Linked DNA regions of Mus musculus: region 1 is linked to region 2. Evidence: chromatin contacts called from public promoter capture Hi-C data. All regions are on one chromosome and are shown on one strand. The core of a region is the stretch at or near the end of the contact, and the rest is flanking DNA. Distances in the headings are between cores, read along the strand shown.

What was found. Capture Hi-C pulls out chosen DNA fragments and counts their contacts.
Region 1: a promoter capture Hi-C map of liver shows a contact between it and region 2, with 5 times the contacts expected there. The contact joins the promoter of Trex2 here to the promoter of Pnma5 in region 2. A contact is called at or near these places in 18 of 39 promoter capture datasets (the 3T3-L1 cell line, 3T3-L1-derived adipocytes, the C10 cell line and 11 more), 9 of 484 Hi-C or Micro-C datasets (the AML12 cell line, the G1E-ER4 cell line, bone marrow-derived macrophages and 6 more), 10 of 115 datasets of contacts at active chromatin or transcription factors (bone marrow-derived dendritic cells, differentiating embryonic stem cells, double positive thymocytes and 3 more) and 4 of 9 other capture datasets (adipose tissue, embryonic stem cells, liver and 1 more).

Annotation. Positions count from the first base shown.
Region 1 is chrX:73,433,565-73,439,456 of GRCm38.p6, reverse strand. Trex2 (three prime repair exonuclease 2) reads left to right here and starts at 4,114. Exons shown (of 2, transcript NM_011907.4): 1 at 4,114-4,160; 2 at 4,784-5,752. The coding sequence starts at 4,818. The coding sequence ends at 5,528. Haus7 (HAUS augmin-like complex, subunit 7) reads left to right here. Exons shown (of 10, transcript NM_028633.3): 10 at 1,892-2,142. The coding sequence ends at 1,962.
Region 2 is chrX:73,035,843-73,041,952 of GRCm38.p6, reverse strand. Pnma5 (paraneoplastic antigen family 5) reads left to right here and starts at 4,850. Exons shown (of 2, transcript NM_001100461.3): 1 at 4,850-6,110. The coding sequence starts at 4,879. Gm52421 (a long non-coding RNA gene) reads right to left here and starts at 5,933. Exons shown (of 2, transcript XR_003953046.1): 1 at 5,856-5,933; 2 at 1,660-2,725.

The DNA.
Region 1 (5,892 bases), core at 2,865-5,364, 400 kb before region 2:
CCAGAAAAGAACAGAATTCATCAATGGCCTGTGGAGAAAACAATGGCAATGAATAAACAAACAAGTTTGTGATGTAAAGCCTTGAGGGGCCATATGATAAGGGCTGACCTTTCAGCTTCTTTCTGAAGCCAAATCAACCTGTCAATCATTACTGCTTTCCATGTACCTCTTCTTTAAGACCCCTTCACAGGAAAGGGTGCAAACCTCTGAACAGCATGGGGGGAGTATCTTTTGCCCAGGCTCCACACCCCAATTCCAGGGTAGGGCAGGGTACAGAGAACCAGTATGGTGAAGAGAAGACCTGGATACACAGGAAATTGTTTTTGGAAAACTTCCAAGCAACATGACAGGCAAATGTGCTTGGGTAACTGTGAAAGCCCAGCTGAGAGGAAAGATCAGAAGACAGTGACATAGGAGGTAGTGAGCCTCTAGGAGCAGATGTGAGATGAGAGAGTAAGCACAAAGTACAGAACACAGAAGCTGGATCCACAGAAACAGAAATGCAACAGGGGAGCTCCTTATTTCAAGTCCAGAGCAGGTGCAACCTAAAGGAATTAGTCTACAACTCACCCTGCTGTAGCAGGACCAGGGTACGAGACCAAACTTCAAGATAAAAAGCCAGTATGTGGTCTCAGGAACAGCCCTGGGGACTGAGAACTACTAAAGTCCACATGTTAGGGCAAAGCAGGCCTTCTTCCAGGTGGGAAAGTGTGAACCATTGGGCTGATAGCTCAGGATAGGGTGAGGCCCAGGGTCTAGATTCTAGCAACACTCAGGGATTGATAAAGGCAGATGCCACAGAAGAAGGACAGAGCAGAGCCCAGCAAACTGTCATCTTCAGAGGGACACAGTTTGCCACAGTTGAAGCCTTTAACTAGGATACCACTGGAAACATTAACAGCAAGGGGGGAAGGATCCTTAGGGTGCTATTCAGGATGGGATTTCATTATTCTGCAGGCAGGATTTATTTGAGCAGTTAAGAACACTGGCTGCTCTTCCAGAACACCTGGGTTTGATTCTCAGCGTCCTTTTCTGGTCTCCTCAGGCACTGAGCATGCACATAATGTACATACATGTATGTGGTCAAAATGTTCATATACATAAAATAAAAATAAATAAATCCTTAAAACAGAGATACATGTTAAAAGCAAACAAAGGAAGAACTTAAATTGGGTAGAAATTTAGTTAACTGGGTACCTCGTAATTGTCTGGTCAGAGCCCCGGAGGTGGGTGCGTGTACAGGTTATGACCCCCAAAGCAGTGATTCTCAAACTCTGGGTTGTGACCCCTTTGGGGGTCATATTTACATTACAAATCATAGCAGTAGCAAAATTACAGTTGTGAAGTAGCGATGAAAATAATGTTATGGTTGGTGATCACCACAACATGAGGAACTGTAGTAAAGGGTTTCAGTGTTAGGAAGGTTGAGAACCACTGCTCTAAAAGCCATAGAATAGTTCTGGGTTGCTGGCTTTGTTACTGTGTGCACATACTGGTATCAGATTAAAACAACGCACAATTGAAACAACTCTTGGACTTTGAGGTGGCAGGGACCTAGCCTGGCCTGAACCTTGACATGCATTATGGTCAGTGTGACCCAGTCAGAGACTCCAAGCTGCTGGCCTAGTACGACCAGCCAAGAGGCCTTGCTTGCAACTCCCTAATCAATGTTTCTGGATTATGGAAGAAGTTGCCCCCCCCCACAGCTTCCAAACCCCTTGAGGACCAGGTGTGAGTTGTCCTTACTACCACCTGGTCATGCCTAGTGAGAGCCTGAGCAGGATATGGAGGATAGGGGCTCTGGTAGGAAGGCAGGAAGGAATGGGTCTTGTATGGACTGCCAACTTCTACCTCTTTACTCACTTGGCCGTTCGTTTCTTTCTCTATACAGCTGCCAGAATTGATGAAGTAACACAGAAGTACAAGATCCTTACTGACAGATTTCACAGAGGCACAAGATGATGCAGGGCTATAAAGCCCTCCCTGGAGCTTTCAGGAGGGCCAGTTCCAATCCTGATCACAGCCTGCATGGATTTCCACTTGCCTGGTGCTTGCAGTTTGAAGGGAAGGAGGAAGAGGGAGGCAGAAAAGGAAGGCAGAGATGGGTAGGAGAGGGAAGAAATAAAAGAAACTCAAGCTTAAGACGTTGCCTTCGGACTACTGTTTGTGCATATCGTACTCTTCTTTGGCCTGGGATGCTCAACCTCCCTTCCTGTCCTCATCCTTACTATTCTAGGTTAGCTTGGTGGCCGGCCTTCTACTACCACAGTGGTTCTTGGCCATTCCTCTCTCTGCTGCTTCTATTCCTTTCTGATACTGCCTAGTTATTTTGACCTATCCAGTTCTGGAGGTCTCCCCTGCACCCTGATATGACCCTTCTCCCTGCTCATGTGCCTTTCACCCCCTATCTCATTTCAGGGTTCCACAGAGGCTTCTTGTGGCATGTCCTTGGGAACCTATCTCTTCCTTTGTTTTCTAGGGTGCTAGCACCCACTGGAGAATTTTCACCAGGGCCCGGCTGGCTATCCAGGAAACTGCTCTCTGGGATTCCCACAGTGGCCAAGTATCTTTTTGAGTAGTATGCTTGTCATAGCCACCTCCCTCCCTTCAAGCACCGGAACAGGCACAACTTGGTGAGACCCATTATCACACCCGTGGCCACCTGCCCCACCCTGCTCCTGTAACTGCACCTTTGCTCCTCCGGGCTCCCTGAGTACTTTTGGACAGCTGGGTGCTAGACCCTTCTTGCTTAGACACTGTTGGGAAAGGTTGCTGGGCAAGCAGGTCCTTGTTTCCTACTGTCCAGCTGATCCAACTGCTCTATGGAAAGGCCCAGGAGTGGCTGCAGTGGGCAGGTACAGCATCAACCATATCCTTAGAAGGCTAGACCTGCAGTGTTGGATCTCTGGAATGAGATCTTCAAGAGAGGCCATGGATAACCTTCTAGCCTCTGGTCACACTCACATCTCACATCTCCCCATGAAGGGCAGCCAGGTCACATCTGGTGTCTCTCAGATGAAACAGAAAAGACCTTAGAGCAGTGGTTTTTAACCTGTGGATCAGTCGCTACCCTTTAGGGAGTTACATCATGCATGTTCGATATTTACATTACAATTAATAACAGCAAGATTATACTTACAATGTAGCAACAAAAATAATTTTATGCTTGGGTGTCACTACAACATGAAAAACTGTATTAAAGGGTTACAGCTCTGGGAAGGTTAAGACCTACTGTCTTAGAGTCCTAGAGGTCTCCCAGACACCTCTTTTTATTTCTGAAATTGAAAGAATTGAATCAGCTATATCCACAGGGCTGTGTGGGTCAGGCCTCATTGCTTCATGGCCTCCCTTTGCCTGCCTTTCCTCCCTGCCTTCTCCACAAGTCTACTAAATAAATTCTTGGAACACATTGGGTGTCAGGAGTGTCAAACATTTGGATGTCATACCCCTAGAGCAGAGGTCACCATCCCTACTTGTGGCTGGAAGATGGGGCCAGAGGGTGGTAATCTGCAGCCAGGCAATGTTCATATTGGAGATGTTCCCAAGGACACTCCCTGATCACTGAAGCAAGACCAAGGCCTTGTCCTCAGCATGTCTTCCCATTCAAAGGCTAAACAAAGCACAAGTAGGTGCTTCTGTCACTCCTGAGGTCATGGCAACCCCACGAAGGGCAGCCAGGTCCCCACTGATGGAAGAAACCAGGACCTGGAGAAGAGGACCTGTTGCCTCTGAGTAATATGTCCTGGCATAGGGCTAAGCATTACACCTGGTTTGTCCAGGTCTGCCAACCACAAGCCAGATCTGATGAGACTTGGCTGTAGGGTTTAGCAGAAGCCACAGTCTTCCATCACACTCTGACTTCCTCCTGCCTGTGAGGACACATTCCTTCGGCTCGTGACGGTGCTCATCACTCACCGGAAGCCTGTGTGCAGTCAGAGCCTACTTCTCAGTCTGTAAACATAGGGCGTGTGTCCTGGTGGCTGCAAGCTCATGAGGGGGTGGCAAGCAAGCCGGCCGCACAGGTCCTGCAGCCTCCAGTCTCCTGGTTGCCCAACTGGCGGCTGGGGGCGGGCTGTGTCCTCTGATTAAAGGCTGCCTGGAGCAGCCTGTGCAGAGACAGGTGCCCAGCAGTCCAGGAAGCCAGCTGAAGCCCGCCCCAGGTAAGCCAGTGTGATGGGGATAGGTGGATAAAGCCACGAGCCTAGAGGCAGGTAGAAGCCAGCTTGAGACAGCACTTGTTTTGCAGAGAAAAGGTTGGGAAGCCCAGGGTCCCCATGCCAGATTCCTCCGGTGCCTGACACCCAAAGGTAGAAAGCAGGGCATAATGCCTGAGGCTCCTAGCCAAGGTATTTCCACTTAGGGGTTGGGCCAAGGCACCAATTGTGGACTGTATCTGTTCCCCTCCTTGATGGGCTAGATCTGGGCCTGGCAGCAAAAGGAAGAGGACCCTGGGTTAAAGTCTAAGCACTTTCTTTTGTGCCTGTTTGATAAGGTGATAGAACAACGAAGGTTGGGTTGGAGATCCAGGAAAGGGAGGAGGGAGGACGGACAGAAGTAACAAGATTCTGGTTACTTGATCCTGGCCCCATGAGTCCTCTTTAAAGTGTCTCTAGATATGAATATGTATCAGAAACTACTCCTAGCACCAAAGGCCTCATGAGATGGGATGGAGCATCAGGAAGTGAGGTTCTGTGTAGTATAGCTTTGACCTGAGATGGCTATAGGTAGCAGGGCCTTGCTCTCATGTCTTTAGCCCTCTGGCTTATGCCACTTGTTCTGGCAGCTCTAGGCCTCATTGTTCCTGTGAGAACATCAGCATGTCTGAGCCACCCCGGGCTGAGACCTTTGTATTCCTGGACCTAGAAGCCACTGGGCTCCCAAACATGGATCCTGAGATTGCAGAGATATCCCTTTTTGCTGTTCACCGCTCTTCCCTGGAGAACCCAGAACGGGATGATTCTGGTTCCTTGGTGCTGCCCCGTGTTCTGGACAAGCTCACACTGTGCATGTGCCCGGAGCGCCCCTTTACTGCCAAGGCCAGTGAGATTACTGGTTTGAGCAGCGAAAGCCTGATGCACTGCGGGAAGGCTGGTTTCAATGGCGCTGTGGTAAGGACACTGCAGGGCTTCCTAAGCCGCCAGGAGGGCCCCATCTGCCTTGTGGCCCACAATGGCTTCGATTATGACTTCCCACTGCTGTGCACGGAGCTACAACGTCTGGGTGCCCATCTGCCCCAAGACACTGTCTGCCTGGACACACTGCCTGCATTGCGGGGCCTGGACCGTGCTCACAGCCACGGCACCAGGGCTCAAGGCCGCAAAAGCTACAGCCTGGCCAGTCTCTTCCACCGCTACTTCCAGGCTGAACCCAGTGCTGCCCATTCAGCAGAAGGTGATGTGCACACCCTGCTTCTGATCTTCCTGCATCGTGCTCCTGAGCTGCTCGCCTGGGCAGATGAGCAGGCCCGCAGCTGGGCTCATATTGAGCCCATGTACGTGCCACCTGATGGTCCAAGCCTCGAAGCCTGAATGCCAGTGCCATCCATTCATCCAGGCTCTGAGCTACATCTTTGCTCTCTGTAGCACCTTTGTGGCCTTCCTCAGCCCTGACCTACCTGGCCATAGGATCCTACAGCCTTCTCTGTACTCCACTATCAGTTGGGCACCTTCTGGCCAGCCTGTGAGTTGCTCTTTCAGGGCTTCCATCTTTCATCCCATTTCTCAATAAATATCACCAACTATTTACCAGCTGATTTACTGGCCAGACTTCTCTCCGCCCATACCCAAAATTATCCAACCAAGGCACAGAAGGGCCCATGCTGGCCTGATCCTGTGGTGAGCTCTGTGAGTATGTAGAGGGGAAGATTCTCAAAAGGGGCTTGTGATAGGTAGG
Region 2 (6,110 bases), core at 3,601-6,100:
GACAGGGTTTCTCTGTGTAGCCCTGGCTGTCCTGGAACTCACTTTGTAGACCAGGCTGTCCTGGAACTCAGAAATCCGCCTGCCTCTGCTGGGATCAAAGCTGTTTTTAATCTTTACTAACAATACCTCAGTAAATCTTGGGACAAAGAATAAAGTCTGACTTGATGAAAGGCAGGTTGTTGCAATAGGAACAATGTCCCAAAGGTTAGGCAAAAAAGGGGGTGGGTGGTTTTTTTGTTGTTGTTGTTTTGTTCATTTGTTTTTGTTTTACTCTGTGTTGCCATAGTGATAAGGCTTTCATTTAAAGGGAAGAACAAACAGAGAGAACTTGTGGTGAGCAGACACATGATGGAAAGCTTTACCTGGGGGGCCTGCTGATTCTAAGGATGGGCAATTAAGGCTGGCTTTGGAGTGAAGGATGGGGGCAAAGTTCAAGACACTAGTCAAAGTGTCAGATAAACAATATGTTCCTGTTGACAGAGGGTATGAGCAGTTCAGCTAATCATTCATGATATACAAAGAAAAAGAATTTTAAAGACATTGAGCCTGACTTTCTTATATGCAACCAAGAAAAGCATCCCTTGACTCTAAGTTGCAACTACCTTCTTCTTTTTGGGGGGTTGGGGGTTGAGACAGGGTTTCTCTGTATAGCCCTGGCTGTCTTGGAACTCACTTTGTAGACCAGGCTGGCCTCGAACTCAGAAATCCACCTGCCTCTGCCTCCCGAGTGCTGGGATTAAAGGCGTGCGCCACCACGCCCAGCTCTGCAAATATCTTGATCAGTACCTTTTTTATTAAAGTATTCCATAGATGCCTATCCTTTTTATTTGTGTATTTTTGTCTTAGAGTTTTGAGACAAGATTTCATGCTATAACCCAGGCTAGCTGGGAACTGTGTAACTTAGTCTGGCCTTGAACATAACCTGGGTTGCCTTGAAACTTTCCATCCTCTTGTTTCCATCTCCTGGGTGTTGGAACAACAGGCAAGAAACAGCCTATTCTTAAAACAAAACAAAAAGAAACAAACAAAAAACCCTCAAATAAAGCAAAACAAATCTATTCTGTCACCAAAGACCTAAAATATACACCCTGCTGTATGTTGGCTGTGTTCTACCCATGCCCTTCTTTGGGGTAGCAATTTGGTGCTCCTGGACTAATGTTTGAATCTTCCCACTGTCCTTAGGAAACGGTGGAAAGTGTTTAAAGTCCTAGGTAGGTAATTTAGGGCTGGGAAATCTACAGATTGAAGTGAATAGAAACAGGGGAAAAAAGGAAGGAAAAAGGGAGGGAGGGACAAAAAGAGTGAGGAGAGAGGGAGCAGGTGAGAACAGGGAGCTAGCGAGAGAGAGAGAGAGAGAGAGAGAGAGAGAGAGAGAGAGAAAGAGAAGACAGAGAGAGAGGAGACAGAGAGGAGAAGGAGGAGGAATCTAGAGCAAGAGCTGCTAGAGTGAGTGAGGGAGGGAGGGAGAAAGGAAGGAAGGAAGGAAGGAAGGAAGGAAAGAAAGCAAAAGGAAAAAGAATATACAGGTTCTCACTGTGTATCCCGGCTCATGTTTCTCCTGCTTCTGCCATCTGGGGAATGAACTCTAGGATTACAGGCACCTGCATCTAAGTCCAGACAATGAAATCTTTTCATACTATATATGTCTTGATGACCCTGTTTTTTTTTTTTTTTTTTTTTTTTTTTTTTGCGCCGGAGAAACGCAAGAAACTTGTAATAGTCGCCTTCCAGCTCGACAGCAGAACCTAATAAAGAATAAACAGGTAATATGTAACTTTCAGTTATGAAGTCCCTGCTGGGCTTGTATTTTGTGCTGGGCCCTATATATTCCAATCAGACACATACTTAGTGCTCAGCCTGTACAGTTAGACAGTTACACCCACTTTTCACTATTTGAATATACAAATAAGAGTAACTGATGACCATCGCATCACGGCTAGTAGCCAATGAGGCACAGACACGTGAAACAGGAGAACCAATGGCTGCAGGGCCTGGCATGACACATGCTAAGCTTGGTGGTGTCTACTAAAACAAACTTTAGTCCAAACCTCCCGCCACTTTGTTCAAATTCGGTGTTCCTTCCATTTTCCCCTCCCCCAGGACCAACAGGATTGGTTAAGGCAACAGAATCCTCCTATTAGGGAGTGGCGGGGAAGGGGAGGTGATACCAGGGTACAGCCCCAAAAGGGTCGTGTGCAACTCCACGGGCGTGGGCGGGGCCGGCATATATAAGATCTTCCTGCCCTGATCTTAGACTCATTTCACATTGAAGAGTCTGTGGTTGTCGCGTCTGTCTCCTGGAGTTCTGGCCTGGCGGCCTCTTCAGCAGGTACCATGCTGCTTTCCCCTTGGTACCCTAAGGATTTCTGCCATTTCTAGACATCACCCATTCCATTTGTGTCCTTTTTATGGCCTTCTGTTTTCTTTCACTAAAACTTTTTGGAAATGTGAGATAAGGGATATGAGGAATGGAGGATATCTGTGAAGGGGTGCAAAGCATAATGGTTTTTTTGTTTTCTGGTTGTGTTCTCTTTGTGAGACAGTCTGAAATTTCTGGGTTCCGGTGATCTTCCTGCCTTCTGAGAAGCTGAACTCCAGGGTTTGTTTGGCTTTTAGAAAAGGTCCAGGTAGAGGAATTTAGGTAGAAGTGAAGGAGGCATTTGGCAGCAGGAGTGACTTTAGGTTGTCGCTAGGATGTGTTGGTGGGACATGGATGGCACGGAACCTGGAGATGAAACTTGAAAGGTTATTGGAAGGTCCAGAGCAGGGACTCGGAGATGGCTTGGGGTGGGGGGGTGGGGGGTGCTCTGGGAACTTGCCGCAACTGGGAAGGGGTAATACTTGGGACAGTTGAGAAGTTGCTGGAACCAGGATCGGTCTGTGTCTTGTTCAGAGCTGGAACTGAGATAGATGGTGAGTGTCCTAAAATGGCGCTGGGACAGGGAAGGGGCGGTCCTTGGGACAGCTGGCAGGTTGTTCGGACCAGGATGGAGCTGGATGGCAGCAGGTTCTGGAATTTGGAGGGACGTTTCGTTGTGCATGAGGTCAGTGGAGCAGTTGCTCAATTTCATGCAAGAACTTTTTCTTTTTGTTTTTTTGAGACAGGGTTTTTTTGTTGTTGTTTTGTTTTGTTTTTGTTTTTCGAGACAGGATTTCTCTGTGTATCCCTGGCTGTCCAGGAACTCACTTTGTAGACCAGTCTGGCCTCTAACTTAGAAATCTGCCTGCCTCTGCCTCCCGAGTGCTGGGATTAAAGGCGTGCGCCACCGTGCGCCACCACGTCCGGCTGCAAGAACTTTTTTCTTTTTTTTCTTTCTTTCTTTCTTTCTTTCTTTCTTTCTTTCTTTCTTTCTTTCTTTCTTTCTTTCTTTCTTTCTTTCTTTCTTTCTTCCTTCCTTCCTTCCTTCCTTCCTTCCTTCTTTCTTTCTTTCTCTTTCTTTCTCTTTCTCTCTCTCTCTCTCTCTCTCTCTCTCTCTCTCTCTCTTTCTTTCTTAGGTATTTTCTTCATTTACATTTCAAATGCTATTCCAAAAGTCCCCCATACCCCCCCACACACACACACTCCCACTTCTTGGCCCTGGCATTCCTCCGTACTGAGGCATATAAAGTTTGCAAGACCACATATTCGGGAACTTTCAGAATAGCATTTGAAATGTAAATGAAGAAAATATCTAATTAAAAAAAAAGTAGCTACTGCCCGCTTAGGTTTCAAAACTGACAGATCAGCCCCAGCCTACTTCAAGTGCAGGGATTAAAGATGTGCTCAGCCATACCCAGCAAGGGGCTGTCTTTAGATTCTTGAGCAGACTCAGAATTAGCACAGCCTGCGTGGGCAGGGACATTCAGGATAGACCATGTTAAATATTCCTTTGCCTTGCCTTGAACAGATCAGTGGGCAGGAACCAGCACTGCTTGTCTGGATAGAGCCAGAAGACTGCCAGGATCAAGCACCAGCACAGGAAAGTCACCATAGCCACACTTCAGTGGGGCACTCTACAGAAGACAGCAGGGTGAGCATCTATTTTGGGAATAGCCTCTAACTGTAGCAGAAGACTGGTGAAGGGGTTTCTTGCCAAGATTCACAGACTGCAGGGTAGGGCCATACCTGAGAGTTGTCTTTTACTTTCTGGGGTCTTTTTTTTTTTTTTGCCTCTGATTCCAGATTCCATACTATTGTAAACCCATATGCTTAATTTATCAGCACTCGCTCCTCAGTCTCTGCCCTATCCTACTCTCCACACCTGTTGCTAAGATGCTTCATTAGTTGGAGAACCATGGCATCACCTGTTGTCCATAAAAGGCCTTAACCTATGTGGTAACTTATGGTAGAAATCTAGATTCACACTGTTCTTGTGTCCATGTCAATACTTTAGCTTGTCGTACGTTCTTTGCACTCAGCACTGTGATCACATCTGCTGAGTTCTAGTCATCTTTCTTATCTGTTGAGCATTTCTTCAGGTGGAGGAGAGTTTATGTGTTGCCAATCTTGAACCTAACAAGGAATGGGTTAAATCCAATATAGCACTGAGTGGGTGGCAGAGTGCTCTCCTGTTCTTTCCTCCACTGGCATTGGTCTTTGCCTCCTGACATTGGCATTTTCCCCACAGGTACTTGCAGAATGCACAGTAGTGTCCCTGGACTTGCAAGGAGGTTGCTGCAACCAAAGGTCAGCAGGGTTCAGTGAGGTTTGGGGAGCTTTCTGTGATTGAACAAGACTGAATGTCTGGGAAAAGGAAAGGTGATGGGAATCATTAAGTAACATCTTAACTTCATTTGCATTTCAGGTTGTGGAAACCAGGACATCACTGCCTTTCTATATGGCATTGGTTTAGAATCTTTGAGTCCTAGTGTTAGGTCTGCTGATAGAGGGAGGGAACAATGGCCGTGGCTCTATTAGATGACTGGTGTAAGGGGATGGATCTGGATCCCAAGAAGGCTGTGCTCATTGTGGGCATCCCCGTGCAGTACACTGAGGCTGCGATAAATGATGCTCTGAAAGAAGGCTTACCTCCCTTGTGTGCATACAAGGTGATAGGCAGGATGTTCAGGAGGGAAGATGAAGCTAAGGCAGTCTTAATTGAACTGCCTGAAGTTGTTGATTATACTATGATGCCTACTCATATACCAGCAGAGGGTGGGGCCTGGGAAGTGGTTGTCAAACCCCGTAGCCCAGATGATGAGTTTATGAATAAGTTGATCTACTTTCTAAGAGATGAAGGACGGAGAATAGTAGATGTGGCCAAAGCCCTGGGGTTTAGCACTGTTCCTACAGGGAAAATAGAGTTAAAGAATTTAGACCAAGACAAACCAAAAGGCTTGAAGTCTCTGTGTAATAATAGCACATGTTACAAAAAACTGAAAGTATTTTCTGGCAGTCCCTTTCCAGGCCCAGGAGAAGAAAGCTTTGAAACCTGGTTAGAGGAGGTCACTGAGCTGATGCAGTTATGGCAGGTGTCCGAGAGGGAAAAGAAGCAGTGCCTTCTAGAGAGCTTGCGTGGCTCTGCCCTGTCAATCATGCAGGCACTGTGGACTAGCAATGACTCCCTAACCGTGGAGCAGTGCTTGAAAGCCCTAAAGCACATCTTTGGAAATAAAGAGGACTCTAAGGTCTTACAGTTCAGGTTCCTTCAGTCTTCTCAGAAACCTGCAGAGAAGGTATCTGACTACTTGCTACGTTTAGAGCCCCTGCTGCAAAAAGCAGTGCAGCAGAGCCCACTGTCAGCACACAGTGCAGATTCAATTCGTCTCAAGCACGTCTTATCTCAGGTCTCCATGACCACTGGCCTTCGGGGAAAGCTCTCCCTCTTAGATCAGCAAGGGTGCCCACCTACTTTTCTGGAATTAATGAAACTTACTCGAGACGAGGAAGAGTGGGAAAGCACTGTGGTAGTGGAGGAGCAGGAGCAGGTACGAAGGGACAGCAGCGCATGTGAGGCGGCAAATGAAGTTGTCACCCAGGCAGAGGATTCTAGGGAGGTCAGCACCCAGACCACAGGAGAGGAGATGACATCAGTGAAACGGAGGCGACTGCTCTGGAGACACAGTGCTGGGGAAGAGGGACAGAGGAAGGAATCAGGTTTCTGGGCTGAAAGTGAACCCGATGAGCAGAA